Regions from separate parts of the Mus musculus genome. Here regions 2, 3, 4, 5 and 6 are each linked to region 1. Evidence: chromatin contacts called from public ChIA-PET, HiChIP or PLAC-seq, Micro-C and promoter capture Hi-C data. All regions are on one chromosome and are shown on one strand. Each heading gives the region's core, a stretch centred on a gene start, on an enhancer-like site or on the middle of the called end of the contact. The rest is flanking DNA. Distances are from core to core; before and after follow the strand shown.

Region 1 (4,924 bases), core at 1,815-4,314:
CACTATGGTAATAAATGGGTGTATGTGTGCATATATTTAGTAAGCTAGGCACGGTGGTCCACGCCTTTAATCCCAGCTCTCAGGAGACAGAGGCAGGCAGACATCTGTGAGTTAGAGGCTAGCCTGGTCTATATAATGAGTAGAAGCACAGCCTGGGATACGCAGTGAAACTCTATACATACACACATACACACACACACACACACACACACACACAAACACACACACATATATACACACATATATAGGATGGAGAGATGGCTCAGTGGTTGAGAGCACTGACTGCCCTTCCAGAGACCCCCAAATTCAATTCCCAGCAACCACATGGCAGCTCACAACTGCCTGTAAGTACAATTCTAGGGGACCCAACACCCTCCCACAGGCATACACGCAGGTAAAACACCAACGTACATAAAATGAAAATAAACTTATGTAAAAAGTATATAGTGAAAAAGCAATTAGAAATTAATATACCAATCTAATATAAAACACTAAAGGAGAAACAGAGAAACAAAAAGCAGATATTCAACACAGAGAAAACAAGACCAAAGACGACAGATGCAAGAAATCCATGAAAAGGCAGCATCCACCAGGCCGAGGACGAGACCAAAGTATTTCACACCGTCGATCAGACACACATCTGATCATCTTCAGAGAGAGAGAGAGCAGAGCAAAGGGATAGACAGACAGGAGGAGGGAAAGGGATGGACAGACAGAAGCAGAGCCACAGAGAAGAAACCAGAAGGAGTGTGTAAGGCACATTTCACCTCTCACAGCACACAGGGACGCCATTAACAAGTGTTCCTTAGGAACAACAGTGCTCTGAGGAGCACGGTGAGCAGACCCTCCTCTACACAGGGCTTCCTCCCAGGAGCAGCAGCCTGTACCTGCTCTTGAACCAGAGCTTCGCCGCCGTCTCTTCCTGGCCCTCTCTGTTCTTCCTCTTCGTCTCTGCATGCTATCCCTGGAGCCTGTGCTGTGTTTAGCTGAGAACAACTCGCAGCTCAGCCCTCCCTTCCAGCTGGACGAGAACCACGGGCCTGGGCACCTTTGAATATACAAATACTTATTTTGGTGAATGTTTTCAGGATTTTTTTTGTTAAGAAAATATTTATTTATTTTACATATAAATGAGTACACTGTCACTGTCTTCAGACACACCAGAAGAGGGCATTGGATCCCATTACAGATGGTTGTGAGCCACCATGTGGGTTCTGGGAATTGAACTCAGGATCTCTGGAAGAGTAGTCAGTGTTTGTAAATGCTAAGCCATCTCTCCAGCCCCATGTTTTCATTCTTTAAGGAAAAAAAAAATCCTTTTCTTAAAAGCTTTGAACACCAAACCATTTTATCTAGTGCTCAATTGGGATCCCTGAAGTAACAAGTTCCACTTATGAGGGGAAGCCTCTAAAACAGTAGTTCTCAACCTGTGATTCACAACCCCTTTGGGGTCGTCTATTAGATATGCTTCATATTGGACATGTACACTATGATTCATAATGTAGCAAAAATACAGTTATGAAATAGCGGCAAAATTATTTTATGGCTGGGGTCACTATATCATCAGGAATTGTATTTAAGGATAGCAGCATCAGGAAGGTTGAGAACCACTGCTTTAAAAGGAGCAAACAAAACCATCAGGAGGCCCTACCGACTAAAATCTCACAGCTGATTTTCTAAACATATCCTCTGGTGACTTTCACAGCTCAATGCTAGTGAACATTTAGTATAGTGCTACGTAACTGTGCTGAAGAACACACAGGGACTGGAGACACAGCTCAGTGCACAGAAGAAAACGAAGGCAAAACATCTATGCACATAAAATAATAACTAATACAAAAAATACCCGGTCATTATGAAGCACCCATCAGTTCAAAAGTCTTAGAAAAAATAAATAAGCCCCACTCGGTGTAAAGTGGATTTTTAGCTCTAAAGGTCAGAATGATTAAAATGGGCATTCGCAGTAGACTAAAGAGAGCACAAGGCAGAGAGACCGGAAGACATAAAATGACTCCATTCCACATTAGCCTCTCAGAGGCCAAAAAGGAAAGATCCAGGAACAGACAAGAGTGTAGACCAACTGTAGAAACTAACAACAGAAACACAGGCAAGCGTCCTTGGAAGATACATGCTAACATTTAAAACCATACAAGAAATACTGAGTAACACTAAAGTTGAAGAAAATTCTAGTTTAAAAGATAGGGGCGGGGAGTGGGCAGCTGGAGAGATAGCTCCGGGGTTAAGAGCGCAAGGGGCTCCTGCAGATCAGGGTTCAGTTCCTAGCACCCGTATGTGTAACTCCACTGCCTGGGGATCCAATGTCCTCTTCTAGCCTCTCTATACACTGCAAGCGTGTGGTGCGTAGACATACCTGTAGGCAACTTACCTTTATACATAAGATAAACCCCTTTGGGTCCTGCCTCTGGGTAAAAAGAATGCCAGGACTCTGTAACAAAACGCCCTAGAGAACATTATATGAAAGCATTCTTTTTTTTTTTTTTTTTTTTTTTTGGTTTTTCGAGACAGGGTTTCTCTGTGTAGCCCTGGCTGTCCTGGAACTCACTCTGTAGACCAGGCTGGCCTTGAACTCAGAAATCTGCCTGCCTCTGCCTCCCAAGTGCTGGGATTAAAGGCGTGCGCCACCACGTCCAGCATTCTTAACAGCCTTTACTACTTCCATCCTACCCTGTACCGTACTAAAGTGACATCCATCTAACATGTGCCAAACCAGTGGAAATGATTTTAAAATCTACTCTAAAAATAAAGGAGGGCAGGAAAGGACCGCCCACCAAGCCGCCCAGGTAGTTTAATCTACCTCGGCAGCAAGACTTGCTTTACGAGTCAGTCTGGAGCCAGGCACCAGGTCCGTCCTGGAGCCCACGTGTGGTGCACAAGGACGCGCAGTTCCACCGCAGCCCTGCCCCCTGCTTGCCACCGGGGCCTCAGTGATGGCCACACGCCACAGCGCCGTCCTGGCTCGCAGTCCTGGACGGACCGGACATCAATCAATCCATGCCACCCGCACCAGCGAACCAACCCAGGCCCGCTGGCCGCACACCACGCCTGCGCAGTAGTCGCTCTGGTCCTGACTTCCGTTCCGGGAGAGGTTCCACACGCGCAGAGGAAATTGGGGTCTGGAGCTACACAGAACTCAAAAAAGCCAACGGAACCCCGCTCCCGTTGCCCAGGCAACGCCAGGCCCACCGGAAGTGCTCCTGCTTACCTTAGAAACCGCGGCGAAGCCGGGGTACGGACGCAGACCGCTCCACCAGCTACGGAGAAAGCGGCTGCGGTGCGGCGAGCCTACGCCTCTGGCACGCGCATGCGCAACTCCCAGGCCTCCACAGCTACGCCATAACGCGATGAGCATAGCTGCTGACCCATGCTCCAAATAGCCAACGGGAAGTCTTTCCTCACCGTGTCCTTTCTTCCTCCGACTTCCTGCCCCCTCCACCAGACTGGCTTACCTGATCCCCACCTTGCCCTGCCCTCCAGCTGCCAGGACCCAGGCGGTCCATTCTCCCAGACAGCCTGTCCCCCGCCTTTCCTCTTATCCACTATGAAGGCATTTCTGTCTTGTCCCAAGACTGTTACTGGAACTGTTAGGGTCAGAGTAAAAGTACGAATTAGGATTATGGGAAGAAATAAAAAGAGAGAGAGAGAGAGAATTTAGACGTCCTCAAACAGCGAGGAGCAAGCTTTACTCAAAGAAGTGGGTTTTCTAGTTCTAGCTCTGCATGTCGCGATCCAAGCACGGGACTTTGTCACATAAAGACCAGAGGTCAGGAAAAGGCACATTTCATGCTTTAAGCTGGAGTTTTTGTAGCTAAGGATGTGGAAGGGAGAAAGGGACAGAATGAGAAAGCTGGGTTCTGACACTACAGCGCCTGTTGTACGTTTTTGCAACCACTGCCACTGGGATAGATATCTGATGTGTTAGAATGTCAGGTCGCGTCTTAACAGCATACTAGGCCAAAACAGTTCCACGTGGAAGAGGTTTTATTGAGAGAGAGGGACGAGGTGGCGGCGGAAAGAGAAAAGAGGGAGTGACAGAGGGGGCGTTCTCCTTATTTATATGGAAAATGACGTAATGAAGGTAAAGGTGGGAGGTGAGCCAAGTGGATGCTGGGAATATGCTGCAGGTCGCGCTGTCGCCTATGTGATGTCATAGGTTTGGGAGGTCCTGATGCTAACAATATCAGCTACTTTTTATTTCTGCAATCTCTGAATCGCTACGTTTGAATTCAATTTCAGGGTCTTGATTGGGAGGGGGGGTCGCGGGGGGGGGGTGCGGTGTTTGTTCCAGATCCTTTATATGCAAAGGATAGGGGCGACTGTTTCTGTCTACCTAGTTCCTGCTGGCAGGGAGCATCATTTTCTAGGGGTTTGATCTGGCATGACTCTAAAAGAAGTACTGTTTTGGCTTTGATTTGTATGAATAACTGAGTAATGTCAGTGAAACGATCCAAGAGAAACTTCTGTTAAAAAAACAAACAAACAAAAAAGTTAGGGCTCGGTATGATGGCACATGCCTTTAACCCCAGCACTCTGGAGGCAGAGGCAGGTGGATCTATGCTAGCCTGCTCTACCTAGCAAATCCCAAGACAGTGAGGGCTCCACAGAGAAACCCTGTCTCCAGAGAAGATGAAGGGGGGAAAAAGGTTAAAAGGCCAAAAGGTCAGGATAAGGAGGATACAGAGGAAAGTCAGGAGAATGGGGAGGAGCCAGGATGCAAGAAGGACACTGGATTTTCAGTATCTGGTCCCTAAGCCTCTGGGCCTCATACAAGCCACCTTTGATTGGTTGCTGTAAAGACAGCATTGTCCCTTGAGGAGAGTGTACATCACTCCGTGGGATGCACTGAGGAGGTCAGTCCCCACCATGGTGGCAAAGAGCCAAGTTCATCTTGAATGGCTTTGATCTG
Region 2 (4,924 bases), core at 822-3,321, 990 kb before region 1:
TGTAAGACTAAAAATAAAAACACACAAAAATTGTATTTCTACTCTGTTGCGACATAGCTTCAACCTATAGCACAAGTTGGCACCTGTGTGCACTTTCATGGGCGCTAAGTAGCTCCTATTGCTGTTGAGTGACCAGGACAACAGAGTGTCCAAAGCTTAACAACTTCTCTTTGGTCCTTTACTGGGGGAGAAAAAAAAGCCTATCCTCTAATGAAAGCATCAATACTGACTGGTATATTGCTAATATAATCAGTACATTGGCATAACAATATTAATATAACAATATACAATGGCATAACATTAAAATAACTGAGGTCATGCATCCACTGATATGTTGATAGTAGAATATTATATGTTAAGTATGTTATAATAACAATATTATGTCATTGCACTTAGTAGTCAGGTTGGATAATAGAAAACTGTCATTTTTGTAGACTCTGATCCCTTGAAAGTTGGCTAATTTCCTATTATTAGGTGCAGTGCGTGTTGTGGTAGGGACGACGTGAATGTCGGTGATTGACACATCACTTGCCTCTGTCTCTGCCTTCTGACTTGTTCCCATCTATAGTAACCTTAGACATTTGACTTCATGTCTCGTCTTTATCTAAGACCTGAGTCACTGTTTTCTTCTTAAAGGTAATTTTACTTGTGATTATGCTTGTGTGGTTATGAGCCTGTGTGTGTGCAGTGCCCCCAGAGGCTAGAAGTGGGTGCCAACATCCCCCAGAGCAGTGCATGCTCTAAACCACTGAGTCATGGCTCCAGCTGCTGTGTCACTCACTAGCTTCTAACACAAATGGATAGCAAAACTTGTTTTGTCCAGAAATGACAGACTTTCTTTACAAGATTCATTTTGAATTTACAGTTCTACAGACTGCCCTTGCTTCACCGGCTCCCTCTGCACTTGGCACGTGTGCATGCTGCCTTTGAGGCAGACCAGGGGACAGGAGGGACAGGAGGGTTCCCTTGCCAAAAGTGCCACTGCTGGCATCTTTGGGCTGTATTATGTCTAGCGGGTGTTTGGAGACTGATAACTGTTTGGTGGCATCTTCCTTCTTTACCCACAAGATGCCTCTAGTGGCCTCCCTGCCGACCCCCTGCCCGCTACTTTGACATCCAAAAGAATCTCCAGACATTGCGAAATAACTGAGAATGGTTAGGAAGGGATGCACATCCGCCCACCAGCTGCCACAGTGAGTTAGGACGGTGTTTCGGGTAGCTTGTGTCTGTCAGTCAGAGGAGGGCAGGCTGCGACTATACTGTTCGCACCAGCACGGCTCAGCAGCAGCAACAACACAGGGCAGAGGCACGAACTAAGTGTTCAAAATGTTAAATTCTCAAATTCAGGTACAGAGTTGAGCCTGCTAGAGAGAAACTTGAGGGGATCGAAAAGCTTCCTTTGAAAGGAAAGCTACCCGGGTGGATTAATCTTTTTTTTTTTTTGGAAGGCATGGGCTGTGATCAACTTCTTTCTGTTCCAAGCCTATTATTTCAGCACGGAGAGCTCGGGCTTGTGTTCTTGTTTCTCCCTCTCCCCCTCCACCCCCTCTCAATAATCTTTTATTGCTCTAACACGATTTTACAAAAGGAACTCTTGTGTACATTTGGGCTGAATGTGAGAGAAATAGACTCCTCATCAGAGAGGTAATTAGAGTTTATAAGCACAGCCCAAGTCTGCAGCAAATCCCTCTACTAATGAGGAAACCAGGAGTCTGACTTTCAAACAAACACTCCTGTTAATCTTTTCAAAGCAAGTCAGACATGTGGGCAGGCAAAGGCTGTAAACCAACAGTGGCTCTGGTAGGCTGCCCTGGTAGGCTGCCCTCTAGCCTCTCCTCCAGCCAGCAGGCCACACCTCATTCCTCAGGGTTCATCTCTGCGCCCTCACCGGGGACCTCTATGAGCAAACTCTGTGTCACTTGTTTTGCTTACAGAGAGCCATGACATGCTTGAGAGTTAACAGGAAGCTCTACTCCATTTTTTTTTTCCAGTTAGATTTATACAGTCTAGGGAGAAGCCGAGGCAGGAGGGAGAGCATTAGGCACACACACAATCGGCCTGTTGTCATCTGATGCAATACACTGGACACAAACAAGTGACTCTGCCCATTATCCCTCTTGCTTCATTTGTCCTGAGACAAAAAAGGTGAATCCACTGGAAAAAAATGAAGGAGAGGTCACCACGTTTCAGAGCCGTGTCTGAACATGCTCTGCCAGTCTGTCCCAGTTCTTACATGGTAATGTGGTAATGGTACCACGTTACCGGAATCCCGAGTGAGTCCGTGATTTGTCATGGGCATAAGCGCAGGAGTAATGTTACAGTCTCAGCTGCTGGGGGCAGAGTATGTGGAAGATCTGAGATAGTGTGGCGTCTTTCTACGAGAGGTCAGGTTCTCTCTCCCTCCTCCCCTTCTCCTTCCATCCCTCCCTGTCTCGCTTTGTATACGCTCTGTAATAAAAAAGACATGGGCCTTTTAGATATGTTCAAATTCAAGTGCTCTATTCGAATACGTGTTCTCATTTACAGCTATTTTATTTTTAGTTAGGTGCTCGCGCGCATGTGTGTGTGTGTGTGTGTGTGTGTGTGTGTGTGTGTGTGTGTGTGTGCTTGCAGACACTGGAGGAAGGAGAGAGATGCCCTCGAGTTGGAGTTATGGGCAGCTGTGAGCGGGCTAATGTGGGGGGCCTGGGAAGAGCAACAAAGGTTCCTAACCACTGAGCTACCTCACCAGCTCCCCGTGTTTTCATTTTTAAATCCTGTCTAACCTCTTTCCTTACACATCAGCAGTCACACAGAATTTATACATCACCCAACTACGGCTCCTCTATTCTTTTGGCTAGTCCGGTGCACGCCGCCCCCACCCACTCAATTCAGGTGACAACTGCCCCCTCTCCCATTCATGGGGAGACTTTAAAAGTAGGAAGTGTGAGGATTAGAAGGTTCAGCCACTTTCACTGGCAGTGTCTCTCCCTCTATGGTGCTAAGTCTCTACCTTGACAGAGCGCAGAGTCTTGGCTCTAAAGCTTGATGTGGATGAAAGAGGTCCCACCCCAGGCCCCTCCCACTGCCCCCAAAGGATTAAACAACCTGAGCAGATAATGACCGCCTTAAAAGGCTCTCCTGCGTGACTCAGATTAGTATGCGCTGTCTGTCGCCCAGGTTGGCAGCTAGACATTAATTAACCAAAAGAAAAGGAAGAGGGTAAAATAAAGGAAGAAGAGAAATGAGGAGGAAAGATAAACCTTCACGTGGCAGCTCCTTTCAGACAAGGTGTGGAGTCTGTCTGTCTGCAAGGGACAGAGACAGACAGGGCCCGTCTGCTGAGAACGCATGTGTGTGTGCTGAGCAGCTAGGCAGGTCGGGCTGGGGGAGGCTGAAAGCCCAGAACTCGAAGCTGTCACTGGTGGGATTAGAAGGCACATCAGCCACAGAGGGGTCAAGTTCGGCTGACAAGCTGTGGGCCTGACAGCCTCTTCCTTTCAGGGACCCTACCTACCCTCTCTGGCCCAGGTTTATGAGAACACATTACAGGCTTTTGAGGCCTGTGCTCGGGGCTTGGTTTCTAGAGGGAGTTTTGCCAAGTTGAGGCTCACTCTATGCCAGTTGTTTGTCATTCTCTGGTCTTCCCTACTGGGCAGCAGAGGGTCACTTTTGGGTCCTGGCGAACTCTCTCTCTCTCTCTCTCTCTCTCTCTCTCTCTCTCTTCCCCCCTCTCTTTCCTGTACTATTAAATAAATACCTTTCCTTCTAGCTTGTATTGTTGAAGTCCGGATCATATAGCCGTGAATTAGACCTGATACTTACTTTACTTTGTGTGACAGTGGCTGCGGATAGATTGTGGTAGTGAATGTCCCTAGTCCTATGTGTATATGGGTGGCACTCCCTGCACTCAACTAATAAACATACACACACACACACATCCCTGCACTCGACTAATAAACACACACACACACACACACACACACACACACACACACACAAAACCTTAAAGGACATGAAGTTCTGAGGGAGACGGTATGGGGAGTTGAAGGGAGGAAGGGACGTGGATACGGCCAAACGGATCATCCCTGTGTACGCCATCCTCAGAGAGTGTTAAAAGCCACTCTTACATGTGATCACCGGTCAGCCGGAGGAGCTGGCCCCAGGTGCCCGTTTTGGATGGTGACCAAGCTAAAGGACTTATGTAATAAATTTCAATGGGCAAGTCCACACTGGGGACATTTCCAAGGAAAACAGTATTTCAGATGGAGGCTGTGGCCAATGGACAGAATTGTCTCGGGGGGGGGGGGGGGGGAGTCTGAATGTCGACAGGTGCTGCTGGAATCACACTGTGTCCCCGAGGGGACAGGCTTTTACACACAGCCAGCTGAACAAATGCCAGCATTTCTATGTCACCCTCTTAATTCTGGAGACCGTCAGCTGCCAGGGAGGTGCTGGCACTGACGGCCTCCAGTCAGGTGAAAATGGGAGTGAGCTGGCTTTGGCATTTCAGTCCAGCACCAAGGCCTAGTTGAAGCTAGAAGTTCTCAATGCCCCCAGCTGAGACAAGTGACAATGTCCAGCAACATTTTCTGTGGGTTTGTGTTTGTAAGGGGTGAGTGGGAGCATTCTGAGTGTTCATTGATGAGTACCCTCGAGTGCAGACTCATGCGTGTGCGTGTGTGTGTTCCTCAGCAGCCATCTAACTTGGCTTTTTGAGGCAGGGTCTCTCCCAAGCCTGAAGCTTTCTAATTCAACTAGTCTGGATACTCACATGTCTCCATGTCCTAGTGATGGTACTAGCAGCCTGTGCCACTGCACTTTGCCTTAATACCTGGTCCTCATGTTTGCAAGATAAGGGCTTTGCCCACTGAGCTGGTCCCCAGCCTTGGAGATATTTCTGATGGACAGACAGGGCCATTTACTACTGACATCTGGAGGTCAA
Region 3 (4,924 bases), core at 1,807-4,306, 880 kb before region 1:
AATAAATAAGTAAATAAGGAAAGAAAGAGGGAGAGAGAGAGAGAGAGAGAGAGAGAGAGAGAGAGAGAAAGAAAGAAAGAAAGAAAGAAAGAAAGAAAGAGAGAGAGAAAAGAAGAAAGAATGAATCCTTGGATAGCTGAAGTGTGGAATGTCAACAACTTCTTTATTTTTGGAAATAAAAGCTTTTATCCTGAAACATGGGTTGTCTTTACTCCTCAAAAGCATGGTGATAGTACAGATTCTGAGAGTTATTCCAGAATGAGAGAGGATTTTCTTTTCGTTTTCTTTTTTAGTAGGGGTGTGGGGAAGAGACATGAATTATTTACCATGGCTCTAGAGTCGGGAGAGAGCTTTAGGATTTTGCTCAAGTCTCAGATTGATTTTCTGACACACCAAGTGAAATGAAACTGGAGAGCTTGGTGCCACATCAGACACCCGATCCGCAGCAAACTGCAGAGTCGCTGCTCAGCGACGGTGCGCTTGTGTGTCTGGGATAGGACAGGAGTTGATCCCTGCTACTTTGCAATTAACACACTCAATAAAGCATTTGAAGAAATTAGACTGCGAACTGTACACTCAATTAACACAGAGCAAGTATTCCTCACGCGATAAGTCCCGTCCTGTGCATTTTGGGGGATGGCAGGGGTAGAATTTGATTGAACGACCCCACCCTTTAACAGCTGTATAGTCCAGTGTGGGGATGGCAGATTGGGCTACAAAAGATTCAATGAATGTGATCGTAAGGTTACAAGAGCCTGGGATGGGAGAGTAATGGGTCCCATCAGGAAGGGCTGGGGAAGCTTAGAGGAGGAAAGGATGGGTGGATTGAGTCTGGAAGAAGTGTAGGGTTTGGATATTATAAAGGGAAAGGCAGACAAGTTATATGGTAATGGAAGCCAAGGAAGAGGGCGAATGTAGAATGTCACTGAGTAGCTCACTTGGGAGCCCGCTGCAGCACACACTTGCTTGAGGTGCGTGCAGAGGGTGGGCTGGAGGACTGCAGCATTTTGAAGTTGTCAGAGCCTGAGTGAGTCTTTTTTGTGTCTCCTCTCACTGAAAACTCATCACAACCATTGAAGAAAGGACCATGGAAGGTCTCACGTCACACAGATATACAGTGCCAGATAGCAAGACTCAAAGCCTCCCAGTCATTATAGCAGCAGAGCCAAGCCATAGACTCTGTCGGAGCAATCTGGATGCTGTGAGCCATGGCGTTCCCAGTTTTGGCATGCTAGAAGCACTATAACTCAACCTCTGTAACTAAGGGGTTTGGTGGCCCTTTTCCTAAAGGCAAGTGGCCATCATTCAAGGGTTTTGACTGAAAGATCATGTGAGCAGTTATGCCTGAGACTGCAGTGAAAAGGGTATGTGAACAGACACTGAGCCAACCAGGTTTGGAGACATCTGAGTAAGGGACTATGGGGAGAAAATTGACCCCAGAGCTATGAACCTGGACACAGGGAAGGGGCCATGATGTAGGTGAAGACACCCTGGTGTTTCGGCTGGGGGCGGGGGGCAGAGACAGAAAGCCCACATTAGAAATCGTGCAAGCTTTTAGTTGAGTTATTGGAATTGGAATTTTGCGTGAGTACCCTACATCCTGGTTCCTAAGGCATGGCCACACTTGATCATTAGCCCATAAAAGTGATGTTGGACAGAGTTGGGATTCTAAGTGGAGTCAGGGATGATGCTCCTGTTGAGGGAAAGAAGTGACAAAGTGACATTGCCTTGCGATTTCTCTCCACTCTCAGGCAGGAAAACTGAGAATGGCGGGAGGCACATTAGCTAGCGTGCCTGGATTCCCCAGTCTTCATATGACTGCTGCAAGGGGACTTTGGTGGCTACCCAAGACAAGCCTATCATTGTCCCTGGAACTTGGAGTCATTTTGTAAGGTGGCTCACCCCGACCTCGGATGCATCAACAGAAGTATAAGGCTTTAACATTGGCTTCTACTCAAGCTGTGAGCCTAGGTGAACATCAGACTGGTTGGAGACATCCCCCACACCCATGGTGTTCTTGGCATGGGAAGGCAAGGGCACAATGACCCTTGCCTCACCTTAAAAACATTTTGAGGACATGACCTGACATATCCTCGCAAGTGACCTCTGACCTTTGTACCTAAATTACCCATCTGGTGCCAGCCTTGCCAAGTTCACACTGACTGTGAGGGAAAGCAAAGTGTATGTGGAAGGGTCTGTGCTTGACTGGTCATTGAAAAAGCATTTTCATCTCCATCTCCATCAAGATTGCCTTAGTGCTCTTGATTTTACTCTCTGTTGAGATGCATCGACTTTTTACTTATGGGGGCTCTACGGTAGATCTTTTACAAACTTCTAAGACCACATTAAATAAGACGCAGACAATATGGACATTAAACTGAGGTAGAATAGAATGCTTCGCACGTGCCAGACACTATTGTAATACATCATGTCTTTGTTGAGCAACACAAATCCCTTTCATTGTCTGTTGCTGTGAGCTAGTTCTTGCTATTATGCACTTTTAGTAGATGAAGAAACTGAGGCACACAGACATTCACAAGGTCGCCTAATGTCATAGCACATAACAAATGGAGCCAGGAGTAGAACCCAGTTCCTGAATGTGTGCTCTTGTCTGTATCCTCCATACCAAAACCTCTCAGTCTTTGGCAAGGGACTTCAAGCTCAGTCTGTGGCAAGTGCTGATGGTGGAGAGAAGGGGACGGTGGGAGAAAGTATCTAATCTAGTGACAAGTGAAAACCAAGGTAAGAAACTCGTTATGATTACATTTATAGATGAGCCAGGCTGCTGTGGAATAAAGGACCCAGCTGGCTTTTGGGTCTTCTTGACCTGTGGATATATGATTATTTATAGATTCTCTCCTCTCTGCTCACCAGGTGCCACTGGCCTATCTTTTGCTTCAGTGTGTTGGGTGGGCTCTACTCCCTTCTTAGAGGCCTGGTTCTCTACCAAACATCTGGCTCATTTCCCCCAGAGCCTCCCTCTTCAGAGAGAGGTGATGACTGACCAAATTAGTATGGAGATAAAAATACTTCCTTCTTCAACTGAGTGATCTCCGCATAGACCGGAAACAGAATCAGATCTAGGAAGTGACAAGTATTTTTGGTAACTGATGTTTGATAGTTGAGCATATTACATTCAGGTTTATGCTGGTTTTAGAAAATACTAGAAAACGATAATTTCAGATGAACCCATCTTAGGTCTCAGTCAACTTGAGAAGGAAGCATGCACACTTTATAGTAGTTCATTATATTTGTGCAGCACACTAGTAAGTAAATAGAAAAGGTTTATGTTTGATCGTTTGTTCATTCATTCGCTCATTCATTCATTCATTCATTCATTCACTCACTCGTTTAATGGCCAATCACTGATCAGGGACTCTTAGAAATCCCACATTTGGTTCTCTGATGAGCATACTGAACAAAACAGCAAAGCCTTCTGGAAGTCCACATTCAGTGATCAGACTGAGAAATCAGAATGAATTCAAGCCCATGTTTGATGTCCAGATGCTACAAAAATAATTATTATCAAAGGAGAAAATGTTTTCCCTCTTCAACATCTTGATTCGTACTGACTTTCCCTCCAGTGTTGGGGATTCTCCAGGATTTTCTTTAAAGCTGTTTTTTTTATATTTTAGCAAGTAAGTAACTGTTACAGCCTTACTCCCAACCCCTCTAATAAATATTTATCTTGATGTTTTCTCATTATAACCCAAACCTTTCCAAAGACCCCAGGCTGTCTTCCACCTGATGGTAAATCGTGGGCAAGTCTCTAGGAACAAGGATTACTCTGTTTTGTTCCTGGATGATGAGATGAAACAAGAAGAAATGCCCGAGGCTCTCGGCACCACCCGGGAGAAGCAGATTCCAACCAGACACACCAAGATGCTTGCCAACTTCTGACCACATTGAACAGCCAGGAAAACAAAACCCTTTCTGAGCAGGTCCCTCTTTGTACCTCATATGTCAGTGGAGGCACTGCCTTCCTGGGAACACCTGGCTGTGTCCTTTGGGTGACTTTTGGGAGAAAGCCTTCACACTTGGCATTGTTATGGCTCTTTCGGCTTCTAATCCGAAACTTACAGCGAAACTCGCGGGCTCTGAGGCCCCCGAAGCCCCTCTGTTCCTCTGTACACAGTGTGTTCATACACGTACCACAAAGCCCTTTTGTGTGAATAGCAAGACCTCTACTAACATTACTCCTCCCCACATCTCTTTGATAATGGTAAACCATACCCAACATAGCATTTTCTATCGTAATCATTGTCAACTGTATGGTCCCATGAGGTAGGTTACATACATGCACGCTGCTCTGTGACTGTCACCTACCATCCCCAGAACATTCTTATTTTAACTGAAATGGTATTTCATAGTTTAACAACTCAGAATTTCTCCCTCTTGCCAATCTACCTACTCCATGTCTCCGTGGCTTCACCAGCTTTCTGTACCTTCATGAAGGGGAATTGTATAGCGTCTTTCTTCTTCCTTTTTATTAAAGACTGGTTTCTTCTGGGTCCAACCATGCTGTGGACTATCTCCTTTCAGGTATGTGTGCATGTGCACAAGTGTGCCTATGATGGTGTGTGTGCATGACTGTGTGTATGTGTGTATATGTGCACATGTGCAGGAGAGAGAATATACATGTGCCCGTGTTTGAATGTGTAAGTCAGAAGTGAACTTCTTATGTCGTCTCCTGGAGCTGTCTATCTTTTTTTTTTTTTTTTAAATTCTATTTTATAGAAGAAGTGAGTCCCAGAGAGGATATACAATGTGTTATTTATGTTTCACATAGCTGGTAATTGGATGGGTGGGGATGGGTATGTGACAGCCCTCAGGTTCAGATGGTCATTATCCACATGCCAATGTCCTGTTTATATGCCACCCCTTATATTCTGCTTCCTCTCCTTAACGTGATACATTGAGGGCC
Region 4 (4,924 bases), core at 960-3,459, 820 kb before region 1:
ATTGTCCAGGTTCTCCCATTGCTTCCTAATGTCACAGGCTGAGCCTTGGTTACACATTCATAACACCATATAAATGTGAACAAAATCTTGCAAGGAAGAGCCAAATGGCCGATGATAGACGCGCACTGGCACCAAGGTCATCCACCTCAGCCTGAGAGGCCATATTTAAATTTAAGCTGGGAGTCAGTTCTTCCCTTCACAATCTCAAAAATGTCGTCTTCTCGCCTCCGTGAGATGGGGGAGTGAAGGCTTTGAGTGGGCCTCTTCCTGCAGTGTGTCTGGCCTTGGGTTCTTAGAGTCAGCTAACATCAAAGGAAGCAGAAGAAATGGTGTGAGGACCACAGATAACTGGGGCAAGGGGATTGCTAAAATTAGGGGTGAGGTAGCCTGGGCTCTGGCAAGGACTGTGTGGACCTTCTCCAGAGGATAAACTCTTACTTACATTCTAACCTTCAAAGAGAAAGGCTTACTCCACAGGCCTGAGTGTCTTCCAGACTGCATAGATCTGTGGCCTCGGGTCCTTCCTAACAATTCTCCATGCTGATATTCAAATCCATTGCTTTGTGCTGCGGGGCCCTGTGTAATCCCGAAGTTGACAGACATGTCTCTTTCCTGCAGATGGTCTAAGATGGCTTCCATAATCAGACACATCCCACACGCTCCTCTCCCCCCCTCCCCCCATTCCTCCTGCTCAGGGTCCTTTACAGAGTCCTCTCTGCATTTGGGGTACATCTGGTGTGGGGGTTTTTGCAAGCTGGGGTAGCAAAGTCAGGGCCAGCCCCACCCCATGTGTGGGCTGAGGGAGTGGTCACCTGGGACCCTGTGCAGTGTCTCACTTTCTCCCTCTCTCTCTCACGATGCACGTGTTTCCCTAGCTACTGTATCTAAATGTCTACCCTTCAGGATTTATGCTTTGAGGATAGCTATCACATCTCGGCTGGGCCCATCAGGAAAGGGCTGAACTTTTTTTCTGTGAATATCTTGGCTTCCCTAATTTCCTTCCTCTTCAAAGAATTTACGGACACCAGAAAGTTTGAGAAAGGATGAAGAGAAGCCAATTTGACTCAAGTGGGGACCACAGAGATCAACCTTATTTCCCTAAGAAAGCCCTTGTGGGCCTCCTCAGAAAGCCGCCATGTCTAGAGAGCATGACAGGACAGTCGGAGATAAGAGGAGCTGTCCCTGTGGATCTTGGCTCCCTCCCACCTTTCCCCTGCCACACTCATCTTCCTCCTTTTGGGAGATCTTTTTTAGGCTTTGAGCACCAGATGCCTCAAATTTGGAGAGTGAGGGAGAGCCAGAGAGCCTCATCCACTTAGTCAGCTCTGGTTGTCTTCTGTCCTAAACAAACCACAAACTGCCTCACCCCAACACATACACGGTAAGCACAGCCCCAGAGTGGATGTCCCTGTCCCACCCTGGCCTATCCACCATAAGCACTGCCCCTAAGTGGATGTCCCAGAATAGAACCCCTTGCCTCAAAGAGGCCAGCCTCCAAAGCTCTCTTTCACTAAGCAGAGGGGTGCATGGTAAGTGGGTAAGTTACAGGTCAGCATAGGGGTCCCAGAATTCAGGCCTGAGGGCGAACAGGGCACAGCTGGGCAGAGAGGGCCTTTATCTCCTGCCAGTTGGACCCAGAGATGGTTTTGGAGGCTGGAGTGCTCTGTGTGTTCCTGGCAGATGTTTCCCAAGCTACTCTGGTGGCTGTGGCTCCGGGCCTGGCCCAGAATAACACATTGTTAGCATATGTTAACAGTCTGCCTTTTCTCCAAAGATCACATAATGCTTTCCACTTAGTGTCTGTCTCGCAAGTGTTACTATCTGTTTTATGGTCAACAAAACCGAGATACAGTGAGGTTGGGGAGCACCCACATCTGAGTGGGAATGGGTTGGGGGGTTTGACCCTGGAGACCTGTGCTTCCTGAGTCTCAGCTGTTATTCACCAAGTGCCCTCCTCGACGGTTCCTTCCAGAATGCTCTCTCTGACTGACTGATCTCAAGATCTGGTAGGAGTTAAAAGGAACACATATGTTCTGATCTCCTCAATCTCTCTCTCTCTCTCTCTCTCTCTCTCTCTCTCTCTCTCTCTCACACACACACACACACACACACACACACACACACACACACACACACACACACTGCAGTGTTTAGCATGTGGTGACAGATGAAAGAGGAGGGACTCTGTTTCGGTACAGGGTTTTGTGACCACACATGGTTTCTTTCCTTCGCCCCAGAGGAAGCACATGAAATCAAGACTGAGCTCGAGGGTTGCCCACCTCCCTCCCCTCCCTCCTCTCCCTCCCCTCCCTTCCCTCCCTTCCCTCCCTTCCCTCCTGTTCTTCCTCCATCTGAAGCCCTACTCTTTCTGTCCCCTGAACTTTCTTAGTAACTGGTCACTGATACCATTCCACAGAAAGAGGAACCACCAGGCTGAAGTGAAGTGGAAATTTCCAGAAGACTTCAGTGGCTCTGAACAAGGACAGCGCCATGCTGCTGGGGCAGGAGAGGCTTGCAGGGAGGCTGCTGATTTAGGGTGTGCTGACTCCCTCGTAGGCAGAGGGCTCCATAACTGTCACTCAAACGAAAGCAAGAGATTTCCTGGGTGGAGACACCTAAGAGGAGCTAGAAATGTAGAAAGCCAAGTCCTTAGGAAAATAACTACAGAGCAAAAGTTGCCAGGACTGAAGATTACAAAGCACAGCCTGGAAATTAAAGACCTAAATGAATGGAAAGACAAAACCACTGAGAGACTGTGCTCCATGCCATTGAGAGACTGTCCTCCATGCCATTGAGAGACTGTGCTCCATGCCATTGAGAGACTGTGCTCCATGACTTTGAGAGACTGTGCTCCATGCCATTGAGAGACTGTGCTCCATGCCATTGAGAGACTGTGCTCCATGACTTTGAGAGACTGTGCTCCATGACATTGAGAGACTGTGCTCCATGCCATCGAGAGACTGTGCTCCATGACATTGAGAGACTGTGATCCATGCTTTTGAGAGACTGTGATCCATGCCATTGAGAGGACAATCAAGCAATCTACAGATTGAATGTAGTACTTACTGAAATCCCAATGGAATCTCTCTTTCTCTCTCTCACTCTCTCCATGAGTGTGTGTGTGTGTGTGTGTGTGTGTGTATGTATATGTGTGCACACATATATGTGCAGATGTGTGTGGAGGTAGGAGGTGGGGAAACATACCTCAGATAGTGTTTGATAGTGCTCTGTTGTGGTTGTTTTTCTTTTTCCTAGACAGGGTCTCTCACGGCCTGGACCTTACTGAGTAGGTGAGGCTGGCTCACTTGATGTATTTCTCACCATTGAGGATCGCCATCTTTGGTCACTGCCACATTACCAGGACAGAACACATAATAAGCACATAGACAATCCTCAAGATAACAACTTACTAAATGCACACGGAGGAGATAAATATATCTGCACCTTGCCCTTTTGCAATAAAGCAAGCGAATACGAGGGGAATTTTGTAGTGCCCTGGGGAGCACAGCCGTGCTGGACGGTGAATTGTCACCACACACGTGAAGAAGCAGTGCTGATTTCTTTTGCTTCCTCCATCTGAGAAGCAAGTTTGTTCCTCTGGGCTGTCTCCAGATCCTCACATCCAAGGCTTGGCTCTCTGGATCACAATCCATGTGAAATCACTTCCCCATCTGAGAAAGTCATCAGGGGATCTTAATCCATCTTAATCATCAATGGCAAAGGGGCCCTGAGAGTGGAGATGCAGTTATGACTGTGTGGGATGCCAGCACTTGGCTTCATCTGGGTGAGAGCGAGTCTCCATAGCAAGGAGCCGACAGCTGGCGGGAACATTGCAGAGCTGTCTGCAAGTGACTGAGCTGGGTAGGCCGGAATGGGAGCCTCCCGCAGGGAGACACTTAGGACTTGTAGACGCGACTACGTCCAAACAAATGTTCAATTTCATGCTTAACTGATGATCTCCACTTTGATGACGAGTGACCAAGAGGAAAGCTGTCTGTTAAAAGGTGACTCACCCGCCTCTCGTTTTAAATCAATCTTGGGAACATGGTCCTGAATTACATCACTGACCTCCTGAAGACGGGAAGTCTCTGAGAGAAAATATCCCAGAACCACAGATTCTGTGTGAGGGTCGATACCTTGTGAGGGAGCCTCTTCGTTCCCAGGGATGGCTGTTACCGAAGGACAGGAGGACTGAGCTGTCCCTGAGACCAGCAAGAAGAATTTCCTACCCTGGTGATGAACAGGCTGACAGTGACAGTGACTGTCACTAAGTGCCTAACCTGAGCACGTGTGAAACATCTTCAAAGTAATAACAGAACTAAGGGGTGGCTTATGCTTTGCAAGCACAAGGACTTGAGTTCAAAAGATGCCCTGTCTCAGAAAACAAACAGGTATAGAAAGCCCCAGGACATGCCTTTTGTATGCACCCATAAGCTGTGGAGGTTCATGTCGTTGCATAAATCTGGAATCCTGGCATGTGGGAGGTTGAGTCATGAGGATTGTGGATCTGGGGGCAGCCTGGGCTACTTAATGTTCGGCCAGCCTAGGCAAGCTAGCAAGATTCTGTCTCAAAACAACAAACAGACAAAAAAAAAAAAAAAAACAGGCCAGCAAACTAAAAGAGTCTACATGAAGACTATAGATAGATGATAGGTAGATAGATAGATAGATAGATAGATAGATAGATAGGAACGTGAGACATAGGTTTCTCTGTAAGCACCTTGGCACAGCACTAGCAGTGAAGTCTTTAGTCTTATAGCACATTTCAAAAGCCCCAGAATGAAATCAGCTCCCATCTATGAGAATTTTAAGAGAAGGCAAGGCTGAATCTCAAAGTTCACGCTCACAAATTCCGTCTTCATCTCTTCATTCTTTGCTGATAGACTATCTCACTCTCCTGGGTGGATCAGCGATTTGGTGAACT
Region 5 (4,924 bases), core at 923-3,422, 770 kb after region 1:
ACAGAGCTTTGTATGCCAAGACTGGAATACAGTAACTCCTGAAGAGATGGTTTGTGCTTTCTGTAAGCTTCTGGTGCCGAACAAAGATGCTTACAGAGATCTTTTCCTTTCTGCATGGTAAGTTGTAGTATTAAAAGATAGCACACAGCAGCACAGCACATGAGGAGGGCTCTTCCTGCTCCTTAATCTCCTCCACCCTATCCCTGTTTTGCTTCCTGGATATGTTTTACTTATCTGTCGTCTCCAAGTATGCAGAAAGCTCAAATGAAGGCAGACAAGGTTTGGTTATTTTACCTTTCCCTGGCCTCTAACACTGTCTGATACATAGTAAGTGCTCAGTAAATTCTTCAATTAGGTTTTGGTTTATCTAACATGCTTGTAGATTCCAATCCTTAAAATCCTCTTTGAATAGTAATTTATAGAAATAAAGGGCAGCTAATGTTTATTAAGCAGCTTCTTTGCATAAATTACCCAAGTTAATACAAGAGTCAAAGGACTTCAGTAGAGTGAAGTCTGCCAGTATACCTGTTCTAATTCCAGTCCTGTTGCTATTTGGCTTTGATCAAGTTACTTAAATTCAGTATTCCCATCTTTAAACTGAGGAAGCAAGGCAGCACCTACTTCACAGGTTCACTTCATGCAAAACACAAAGCTCTCAGGCCAAACAATGATTCCACGAAAGAGCCAGTAACTGTAGCTTCTTCATCCCACTACACTACAGCTAAGCTAGTACTTTTCACTTAAGAATTGGGAAGGATACCTCCACATAGACATTCTGATTTCTATCAAGGACCAGGTTGGATTGTGGGCATTCAATTTTCTACCACTTGATTGCCTCATATCTTCCAAACTATTTGAAGAGGGACTTTGGTTCTGTTTGTTGAGTTGGTCATATTAAGTTTGTTTTTGTTCTTTGTTTTTGTTTTGTTTTGTTTTGTAAGCCTCAGTGGCCTCATCTACAAAATGGAACATTGTGGGCATTAATGCAGATCCCAGACGTTAAGGGTACATTCTTACACCTGACTTCTCTGGCCCATTATCTTCACTCTTCAGCTACAGCATGCTATCCTGGAGCTATAAGCATCTCACTTCCAAACCTTCACAGGCCTTCACTCAGAGACTCTATCCATGGTCCTTCCTGACTTATTCTGATAGAACTGCCAGGGAGTGGCCTGGAGGTAGCTAACCCCAATTTCTAAACCTTCCAAGGCTCTTCCAGGGCACTCATCATGCTCTCTGAACTGTGGGTTTACTATGCTTCTCCACATGACTATGACCTCAAGGATTGGGGCCAGGTTTTATTCACATTAGCATCAAGCCTAGTGCTAAATAAATATTGGAGAGTTCATCTAGAACTGCATACATAAACTGAGCAAACAAACGGTACCCCTTTTAGGACTCGTGAAGAGACACAGGTAGAAAGAATCAACAGTTCATGTGTGTACGTTCTAAGGACAAACACATTATTTCCTGGTTCTCAATACCATTAAGGGCCTTGGCCATCCATCATTCCAGTACTTACTGAAGCCAAATTGTGAGCTTAGGAAAAGAACAAAGCCATAAATCGCTCTTTCTGGCAATGGCGACGGTGAATTTTCCACCATCTTCCCTGTGGCTTTAGACAATCTGTGGAAAAGGAACACAATCGTCGTCAGACATCTCCCCCCGCCCCCCTTCACCAATGGTCTGTTACATAATCTCATCGCTTGCTGCGGACACAGCCACTGCGGATGTTCGCGCGCGCGCGCCACTGCAGCTGAGGGGGCGGCGGGAGCGCGCGCTGCGGGGAAAATGCGCACCTCGGACCCTCTGAGGCGAGGAAGGGGCCCGGGCTGGACAGAGGCCCCGAGTCCTGCCCTCTCATGATGGGCCCTGTCCCAGCCTTCGTGAGGCTCAGAGGAAACAGGAGGCCCGGGACCTTGAGTCCTGCGAGCACCGACGCCCACCCGTCCCCACCCTTCAGCCCCACTCAGTCCAATGCGCAGGCGCGGCTCAGCTACCCCCGCAGCGTGGGCGGAAATTAAAAAAAAAAAAAAACCTGAGGAAAAGCAGAGGCTGGCAGGCGCCCCCGCCGCTTGGCGCAGGCGCACCGCGACCGCAGCGAGGGGGCTAGCACGGTCTCACCACCCACCCCACCGAGCTGAGGGGGCGACGCGGCGACTGCGCATGCGCACCCTAAGCCACGTGACCCGCCCGCCTCAGGAGCCGCGGAGCGTTCGCTCTGCGGGTCTGGTTGACGTGGAGGGCCGGAGGCGTCGGCAGCCCGCGTCTGAGGCTCGCGGGCTGCGGGCCCGGGTGAGTGCAGACCCTGCGCGCGGCGGGGCTCACGGAAGCGTCTGCGCGTCCCGCCGCAGCCGAGATGCCCGGGCATCGGGGCGCTCCACACCTCCCTCCGTGGGTGTGTGGTGAGTGTGGGTGTGCGCGTCGCCGCGCGTCTCGCCGAGCGCCCGCGCGCTGAGGGGGTGTGGCCGCCCTTGCCCTTGTGGGTGTGTTCCCTTTGTCCAGTGACCCTCGGGCGTCCTTAACGGTAGAAGGGGGGTCTTTTGTGTGCGCGTCGCCTGGCGTGCGGGTGACATCCCGGGTCAGGTACCCGTTCCCGCGTTCCGAGCGCTCGGGGACGCGCCTCTGGGTCTGCGGCTGGCCCGCTTTGTTCCTACGCTCTCCCTTCCCTACGACGGCGTGGGCGTCCTTCTCATCCTCTGAGGATGGTGGTTCCCCTCCCACCTTTGTCACTGCCTTCCCTGTGGTGTGCGCGCCCCCTCCTCAGCACCCGCGCGCGCCCGCCCACCCGCCGCTGCGGCAGGCTGCAGTGGCAGGCGCGCGCGTGCGTCCTCGAGGGTCCCCAAAGGTGCGCTGTGTAGGGGCCCTGTGGCGTGCGCGGGGTTGGAATTGCGGTGACGCGCGTGCGCGCTGCCCCTGGTCTGTGTGTGCGCGCCTCTCCCCCCCACCCCCACCCCCGTTTCTGGGAGGACCCGGGAGGGACGCAGAGCTGCCCCCCACCCCACCTCCCCACCTGCAGCCTTTTCCTACGCCTGCGCAGGGCTGCTGCTCCGCAGTGCTGGCGACGTCACTGAGGCCTGGGCTGCCATCTCCTATTGGGGAGGGGACAGACTAGGGGGGTGGGGGGACAAAGGACCAAAATGAAGCCGAGGGTGTGTCGGTACCACTGCACGGTACCTTTCTCAGAAGCTTGTAGTTTCCAGACGTCCTTCAGTTTGCAAATTCTTTCCACCGTTTGTGCTTGTGCCTCTCACCAGGCGATGGCTAACACTGGGTATTGCAGGGTGTTTATAGCAGCCTTTTAAAGCTCTGGACTCTGGCGAGGGATCAAGGGAACAGGGTTGAAATCATACAGGTTTTACTGCTCTCTCCGGGGCAGTTTTCTCACAACCACAGCTCTAGTTAGAACACGTTCTTTCAAGAAATGTGTATTTTATTTTAAGAAAAATGGGTTTGTTATACGGTAAAACTCTCCTAGGGATTCAATTGCCACTACTGTGCTTGTCAGGGGTTTGTGCTTTGCGCTCAAGGGCTGCGGATTGTCTTTCTCTCCTGCTCGGTTTTCTTATTGTTGCTTAATTTTCCTTTTTTCTCTTTTAATTTCTGGAATACTTAGAGATTAAACACAGGTAGATCTAACCAAATCAGGCCATTTTGTTTGTTATATATTTATTTTTTTGCCAAATTTACTTCAGATTCTCCAAAACAAACAAAAACAAAAACAAACAAAAAAAAGCTTAAACATTTTTGGAGATGCTGAGAGTTTGAGCCCCTCCTTACCTAGAGATAGCCACTGTGTTCAGGTTTGTGTGTATCATTTCCATGCATAACTTATAATTTGGTAATGGTGAATATATAAACAATACATAGTATTTGTTTTTAACCAAAGTGATATAAAATTGTGACTTTTTGCAACTTGCTTTTTCACTCAGCATCACGTTTTGAGATTTATATATGAATAAATCGAATAATTGTACTTTCTTTGAATTATTATAAATGTTGGTATAGCACTGCATTGTACTCATTTTGATGGACTTTGGAATTGTTTATAGTCTTTACTCTTTAAAACGGTCCTGCAATAAATATCTCTGTACCTGTTTGCTGTGCACACTTTTGGAGTTTCTCTAGGACATACCCTTAAGCATAATTTTGCTGGGTAGTAGAATATATACATCTTCCACTTAACCAGATATGATAGAAACGTTCAAAGTGGTTGTACCAGTTTTAATGGTCACTGATATGGAGAACACCCATTTCCTCACATGCTTGCTAACAAACTTTTTTTTCCTCTTTTTACTGACCATCTTATTTATGACTTTAGCTTTCTGCTAAATTTGCTTAAAAGACTGCCTTTTGTCTAGCCATGTGACAGCAAATGGGTTAAACTCTCACAGCTGGTTGGTTCGGTCTTTAATGATTTTGGTCCTCATAACATTCATTGAAATGAACAGTTATGTTATCTAATGTTGCTTTGGCTGATGTAAAGATAAGATTTCATGGTATGTTATATGTACCTCCCACACAGCAAGTGAACTGATAGAATTAAAAACACTTTAAAGGTATGATGTTTTTCTTTAAATCCTTTCCTCTTTGATGTAGTACTTGATATATTCAGAATACATGTAACTTATTTATTGACAAACTGTGAAGTAAAACAAATGAACACTTACAAGTCTACCAGTGGGACCAAGAATCAACCTAACCAGTATTGAATATTTCACTTTCAGAGGTGATTATCCTGAATTCATGTTATTCTTGTATTTTAAACATTTTTATCAGATTTTTGTGTATCATTTAGCACTGAATTGTGTGTATAGCTTCTGTGTTTGAGTAAAGCACATTATTCTGGGTATAGTCTTCTGAAACTTACTTTCACTAAATGCTGTGTTTCTAAGTAACTAATACTCCGTAGAGATGTAAGCCA
Region 6 (4,924 bases), core at 1,156-3,655, 720 kb after region 1:
GGTATGTGCCCATGAATGCTGGTGCCCACATGAGAGAGCGTTAGATTCCCTTAAGTTACAGCTTGTCGAGAAACACCTAATATGAGTACTTGAACCCCAGTCCTCTGCAGGATCAGTTACAGGCTCTGAACCACTGAGCCATCTCTCCTACCCAGGAACAAGATATGGTTTCTTAATCTGCAGACTGAAGATAATGCCTAATTTGTAGGCTTGGAATGAGGATGATAACATTATATACTTCACAAAGGAACACAACAGTTACTTTTATAGATACAGAAATTAGAGTAGTGGTTACCCAGGGTGGGGGAGGGGAATCTAGGTCCAAAGCAGGGGCAGCTTCAGTGTGGGATCAAAACCTTCTGGGGAGCCAGGCGGTGGTGGTGCATGCCTTTAATCCCAGCACTCGGGAGGCAGAGGCAGGCAGATTTCTGAGTTCGAGGCCAGCCTGGTCTACAAAGTGAGTTCCAGGACAGCTGGGGCTACACAGAGAAACCCTGTCTCGAAAAACCAAAAAAATACAAACAAACAAACAAACAAAAAAGCATCTGGGATGAAGTGGGTATGGGAAGGGGATGTGAGTGCTTTATCTCACTCACTTAAGTGTAGATTTGAAAACGATTAAAATGGTAAGTTTGAATTCTATTTTGCAACAGTAAAAAAAGCAATACGTTCATTGTTGAAAATTTAGAAAACATTTTAAAAATCCTTAAAGCTGGGTCAGTAAGATAACTCATCAGATAAAGAAGCCAAGAAATGCTGAGCTTCATCCCAGAATCCACCTGGGAGACAGAAAGAGCAGCCCCCCACAAGATGTCTTCTGGCCCCCACATGTCTTGCCCATACACATAAGCAAACAAACAAACAAACAAATGTAAAAACAAAGTTACCCTAAGCAGCTCCTCTTTCTAAACCTTGTATCTAGGGGCTGGAGACACAGCTCAATGGTTAAGGGCACTTGTTGCTCTTGCAGAGGACTCAGATTTGGTTCTCAACGGCCATATGGTGGCTCACAACCGTCTGTAACTCCAGTTCCAGAGGATGGAAAGGTAACATGGTGGGCAGACCTGCATGCAGGTAAAACACACATAAGATAAAATGATCTAAAAATAACCTTTTATCTAATTTTCCATAGTGTTCAGGACTCCGTAGAGTTCCTGGATTTCAGACACAGGACTAGGAGAGAAAAGAGACCTGCACAAATTTATTTATTTATTTATTTAAGTTTCTGAGACAGGGTTTCTCTGTGCATCCTTAGACTGTCCTGGAACTCACTCTGTAGACCAGGCTGGCCTTGAACTCACAGAGATCCCCTTGCCTCTGCCTCCTGAGTGATGGCTCAACATGAGTGTGTTTTTATCAGCTATATAACATACCCCCATCCTTTACATACTATTGGGAACACTTGGCTGTCACTAGATACCTTTTCATTCTTTGGGCTCACAGATACACGTTATCAAAGTTCTTTAAAAGGCACCCACATCTAGGTGTTTTTTTATTAAAACAACAAGAAACCACTGACACCTTAACTGTGTTCGTGAGTTCACATTGTTTGCTCACTCCCAGCTTCCTGCTTTATATTCAGGGCTTTTAATACTGTAAATAAAATTTGTAAATACTCCCTCTTTCCTATTTGCCCTTAATTGGTGTTAAATATTCCCCAGATCTTAAATAAACCATTCGAAAACATTTTATTCCCCACCCCTCTCGGTTTTTAAAACCCGAGTCACTTAATTTAAATGACACAGACCAAGCTACAGTGTTCACATGCAGTCACCTGGCACTGGAGAACAGGTTATTGGGCAAAGGGGTACCCGGGGTCCTGACTGGTGACCCCTAACAGGAAGCACCCCTCCCCCATCTTAAGGCTTTCGTCGGTGCGGAGGTTGCGCCTAAACCCTCGCCTGGCTTCGTAAACCCAGCTGTCACCCACTCGTGGAGCTGTCCTGACCCTCGGTGTAGCGAGGACTCTGTGCCCCACACTCACCACCTCTCACAGTGCTGAAAGGGAAACTCTGGGAGAACTGGGGTGCGGGGTGGGGCTTCATGCTTTTAGGGATCAGAGCCCCGAGGGCAGCGGCCCCAGGAGTTGCTCAGCAGTGGGGAAAATTGTTCCCCGGGACGCGCAGCCGCCACCCGTCATCTCGGAGGCCCTGTAGGCCGTCTGTCCCGCCCTGCGCTTCCCGCTCCGCCAGTGACCCTCCTGGTTTTCTTTTGTCCTTTCTCCACTCTGGACACACACCCCTCCCCGCCGTCCCGACCCTGCTCTCTTCCTTGAGCCTTTCTGGTCTCCACCCTCTGCTTCCTCCGTCCCTTCCCGAGGTCCCTTGCCCTCCCCCTCCCCACGGGGCGCAGTTTCCCCGAGTCCCCTCCCCGCCCCGCCCCAGTTTTTAAACCTGGCGCCGAGTGAGCGGGTAGGTGAGCGCGTTCAGCCAGGGGGACCAGGCGCCGTCGGGCTGAGAGATTCGCGCGACACCCGCACCATGAGACCGGAGGCGGCCGGAGTCCGGGAGGCGCGGGGACGCCTCTGCCACTGTCCGGGGGATGATCCCGGGAGGCTACCGCTGCCACGCGGGCCCGAAAGGTGAGGGTGTCCTGTGGCCCCGGTGGAGGTGCACCCAGACACTGAGCTCCTTAACCTGAGATCGACTACTGCAAACTCCTGTCTGAAGTGCAGGGACCCCGCGGATATCTGGCAAGGAAATGGGCAACACTTGCGTGTATTGAGGATCTGAAATTGATCCAGCTGGAAAATACTGAAGGCTGGGGGCCCCATAAGAAATTTATAAAAGGATCCTGCGGTCTATCACAAAGTGACAGTCTCCTGCCCTACGCTGGGGATCGGTGTTTGCCCATCCAGGGACATCGCTATCTTTAAAGCTGTGAAGTTTAAGGAAATCAGATTAGCTGGGTAGGTAGGAAGCGGAGCAGTTTGGCGATGCAGAAACGCCTTTGGCATAGTAGTCTAAGGAGTCTCCAGCAGCAGAGGTGGTGTACTTGAAACCAACCATCTGTATTAGAAAAATTTGAGGTATCAATGAGAGATTTGCTAGGAGAAAAAATAATCTCCACTCACACGCGCCCTAATAATAGGTTAGATTTGGGGCTTCCCATCTCAGAGTGTACTAGGAAGCAGAGCCCGGAGAATTCTTCAGGAGGCAGGAACAGGTAAAGTACTGACTGGCCCATCGGCAGACAGACCTTAAGGGATCATGGTGTGTGCAGGGACTCTTTGTCAAACAGACACTATGGTATCAACCTCATAGTAACCTTTGGGGGGGCGGGGCGGCAGAAACGCCAGGAGTTCAGTCTCTCCTGGTGCTTGTTTCCAGTTCCATTCCAGCCCCGTGGAGACCGTGGATGTCGCCTCCCCCCGGAGATGCTGAACTGACCAGAACTGAACGTCCGGTAAGCTAAATGTGACTGTTGTAGGCAATAGTCAATCCAGAAAGCGGCACCACGTCTATAATAACTTTGAAAACAAAACCAAAACCCGGGGGAAGGACTCCTCTCTCGTGCTTAGCTTGGCCTAACCCACAAGTAAGTTCCTGAAGGTCTGGTGGGTAGAGCCCAGAGTGAACGGAGGTGCTAATGGGCCCACTGGGCTCGCGATTGCTCCTCCGTCCTTGAAAAGCAAACAGCTGAGGACATGGGCTTTGCATGGTAATTACATGCAGCGGTGGGAGAGGAGGGTTCTTCTATAAACCAGAGCATGGGGGAGGGAGGGGCAAAGCCCAGCCCCCTTAGAGAAAAGCTGATTATGTACCACACTGCAAAGCAGGCAGACCTCCATCCACCTCAGGTGCCCAGACAGTGCAGTTAAAAGCTCCCACCCTTGTCTGGCCCTGTCTGCAAGAACTCTTGCAGGATCTTCTGTTCTCTGTGCAAATACACTCAAGCACCGGGCTTTGTCAGCAAAGATTAATTGCCACAGCTATCCCTTTATCTTTGCCTTGCCGGTTAATTGCTTTTGACTTATTAAGCGAATGTTTTGCTTACATTTGCTATATTCTCAAATATAAATGGACCTTTAAAACAGTGGAGGTAGCTTAGGAAGGGCCATGCATCTCACTTACACAACACCTGTGGGATACAGCTTAATGTACAGATAGATGTGATATGAAAAGTTAACTGTGGGAAATTACTCCTCTATTATTCTTTTACATTTAAGTTATTTTCTTTGAATACTGAGTGCTTTAATTCAGTTAGCATTTATAGAAGCTTAAAGAACGGAGCAAACAGGAGGGCAGCTAGAGTCTGCTACATGGTTTTGTTTCAGTCCTGATAATCCCTGCTCCAAATTTCTAAGTGACTGAAGAGAACTCTTTCTATCTCATTCCACTCAGACTTAAAGTCCTTAGAGTCCTTAAAGGTAAGATTTAAAAGAACTCACTAACTACTAAATTTTCCTTTAAGTGAACCGTGAGTATGGAGGTCACTCAGTTGTGTGGGAGACTAGAGTACTACGGCACACACAGGGCCTGAGGCAGGCAGCTTCTGGTTCCACTGTGAGGAGAAAGCCCCTTGTGATTATCTTAAAGCACAGCCCCTTTCCAGTTGACTGCACTTCACAGAAGGCAGTTAAGGCCTGGATTTGGGCAGATGGGGGAGCCTGGGGTTCTGTAGGGACTGTAGAACTGGCTGCCTTCCCACACGCCTGTCAGGGCGAGATCTTGGGATCCACCCCTGGGTCTTTCCTTGTCACTAGGCTCTGGATTTACCAGGGAGCTAAACTCCCAGCTCTATGCAGAAAGCTCTTCATAGATGTCCCACACAGGTTCTCTGCAGGCCTTAGTAAATCCGGCTCCTCCTAGCGGGCTGGGAGCTTAGGCCACACAGCTTCTAGCTGATGACATTGGCAAAGCCGGAGAATTCCTCATCCCTAGTCTTCATGACACTTTGTAGAGGAGTCTGTGAGGGACTGGGG

The links. Promoter capture Hi-C pulls out the DNA fragments that hold promoters and counts their contacts. Hi-C and Micro-C count contacts between places; a contact is called where the count stands out from the background. ChIA-PET counts read pairs in DNA pulled down with a chosen protein or histone mark. HiChIP or PLAC-seq counts read pairs in DNA pulled down with a chosen protein or histone mark. Capture Hi-C pulls out chosen DNA fragments and counts their contacts.
Region 2: an H3K27ac HiChIP or PLAC-seq map of extraembryonic endoderm stem cells shows a contact between it and region 1, with 22 times the contacts expected there. The contact joins the enhancer-like site here to the promoter of Setd4 in region 1. A contact is called at or near these places in 7 of 39 promoter capture datasets (the C10 cell line, cranial neural crest, embryonic stem cells and 2 more), 3 of 484 Hi-C or Micro-C datasets (all in liver), 16 of 115 datasets of contacts at active chromatin or transcription factors (acute myeloid leukemia, astrocytes, bone marrow-derived macrophages and 11 more) and 3 of 9 other capture datasets (embryonic stem cells, liver and pancreatic islet).
Region 3: a contact with region 1 is called in a promoter capture Hi-C map of pre-B cells, with 2.7 times the contacts expected there. The contact joins the enhancer-like site here to the promoter of Setd4 in region 1. A contact is called at or near these places in 5 of 39 promoter capture datasets (the 3T3-L1 cell line, the C10 cell line, cranial neural crest and 2 more), 4 of 115 datasets of contacts at active chromatin or transcription factors (astrocytes, extraembryonic endoderm stem cells, fetal liver and 1 more) and 3 of 9 other capture datasets (adipose tissue, embryonic stem cells and pancreatic islet).
Region 4: an RNA polymerase II ChIA-PET map of memory CD8 T cells shows a contact between it and region 1, with 28 read pairs. The contact joins the enhancer-like site here to the promoter of Setd4 in region 1. A contact is called at or near these places in 2 of 39 promoter capture datasets (the C10 cell line and embryonic stem cells), 2 of 115 datasets of contacts at active chromatin or transcription factors (embryonic forebrain and memory CD8 T cells) and 3 of 9 other capture datasets (embryonic stem cells, liver and macrophages).
Region 5: a Micro-C map of embryonic stem cells shows a contact between it and region 1, with 5 times the contacts expected there. The contact joins the promoter of Ttc3 here to the promoter of Setd4 in region 1. A contact is called at or near these places in 1 of 39 promoter capture datasets (pre-B cells) and 1 of 484 Hi-C or Micro-C datasets (embryonic stem cells).
Region 6: a promoter capture Hi-C map of liver shows a contact between it and region 1, with 2.0 times the contacts expected there. The contact joins the promoter of Ripply3 here to the promoter of Setd4 in region 1. A contact is called at or near these places in 4 of 39 promoter capture datasets (embryonic stem cells, hippocampal neurons, liver and 1 more), 5 of 115 datasets of contacts at active chromatin or transcription factors (embryonic stem cells, large pre-B cells, microglia and 1 more) and 3 of 9 other capture datasets (adipose tissue, embryonic stem cells and liver).

The regions. Positions count from the first base shown.
Region 1 is chr16:93,600,751-93,605,674 of GRCm38.p6, forward strand. It overlaps Setd4 (SET domain containing 4), which reads right to left and starts at 3,065. Exons shown (of 12, transcript NM_145482.3): 1 at 2,816-3,065; 2 at 2,387-2,461; 3 at 888-1,048. The coding sequence starts at 957.
Region 2 is chr16:92,607,615-92,612,538 of GRCm38.p6, forward strand. The region is part of intron 7 of Runx1 (runt related transcription factor 1); the gene reads right to left. Among named protein-coding and RNA genes, the nearest start is that of Gm30224, 14 kb to the left of the region's middle. Within about 2 kb of position 2,072, at least 135 of the 459 cell types and tissues checked have an H3K27ac peak or open chromatin away from gene starts, as enhancers often do. A contact at or near this core is called in astrocytes, bone marrow-derived macrophages, embryonic limb bud and 4 more, where this site is marked.
Region 3 is chr16:92,721,690-92,726,613 of GRCm38.p6, forward strand. The region is part of intron 2 of Runx1 (runt related transcription factor 1); the gene reads right to left. Among named protein-coding and RNA genes, the nearest start is that of Gm30281, 38 kb to the right of the region's middle. Within about 2 kb of position 3,057, at least 11 of the 459 cell types and tissues checked have an H3K27ac peak or open chromatin away from gene starts, as enhancers often do. A contact at or near this core is called in pre-B cells, where this site is marked.
Region 4 is chr16:92,784,767-92,789,690 of GRCm38.p6, forward strand. The region is part of intron 2 of Runx1 (runt related transcription factor 1); the gene reads right to left. Among named protein-coding and RNA genes, the nearest start is that of Gm30281, 25 kb to the left of the region's middle. Within about 2 kb of position 2,210, at least 78 of the 459 cell types and tissues checked have an H3K27ac peak or open chromatin away from gene starts, as enhancers often do. A contact at or near this core is called in memory CD8 T cells, where this site is marked.
Region 5 is chr16:94,368,567-94,373,490 of GRCm38.p6, forward strand. It overlaps Ttc3 (tetratricopeptide repeat domain 3), which reads left to right and starts at 2,173. Exons shown (of 46, transcript NM_009441.2): 1 at 2,173-2,295. Pigp (phosphatidylinositol glycan anchor biosynthesis, class P) reads right to left here and starts at 1,984. Exons shown (of 5, transcript NM_001159618.1): 1 at 1,800-1,984; 2 at 1,523-1,626. The coding sequence starts at 1,864.
Region 6 is chr16:94,326,017-94,330,940 of GRCm38.p6, forward strand. Ripply3 (ripply transcriptional repressor 3) reads left to right here and starts at 2,406. Exons shown (of 4, transcript NM_133229.2): 1 at 2,406-2,581; 2 at 3,330-3,405. The coding sequence starts at 2,481.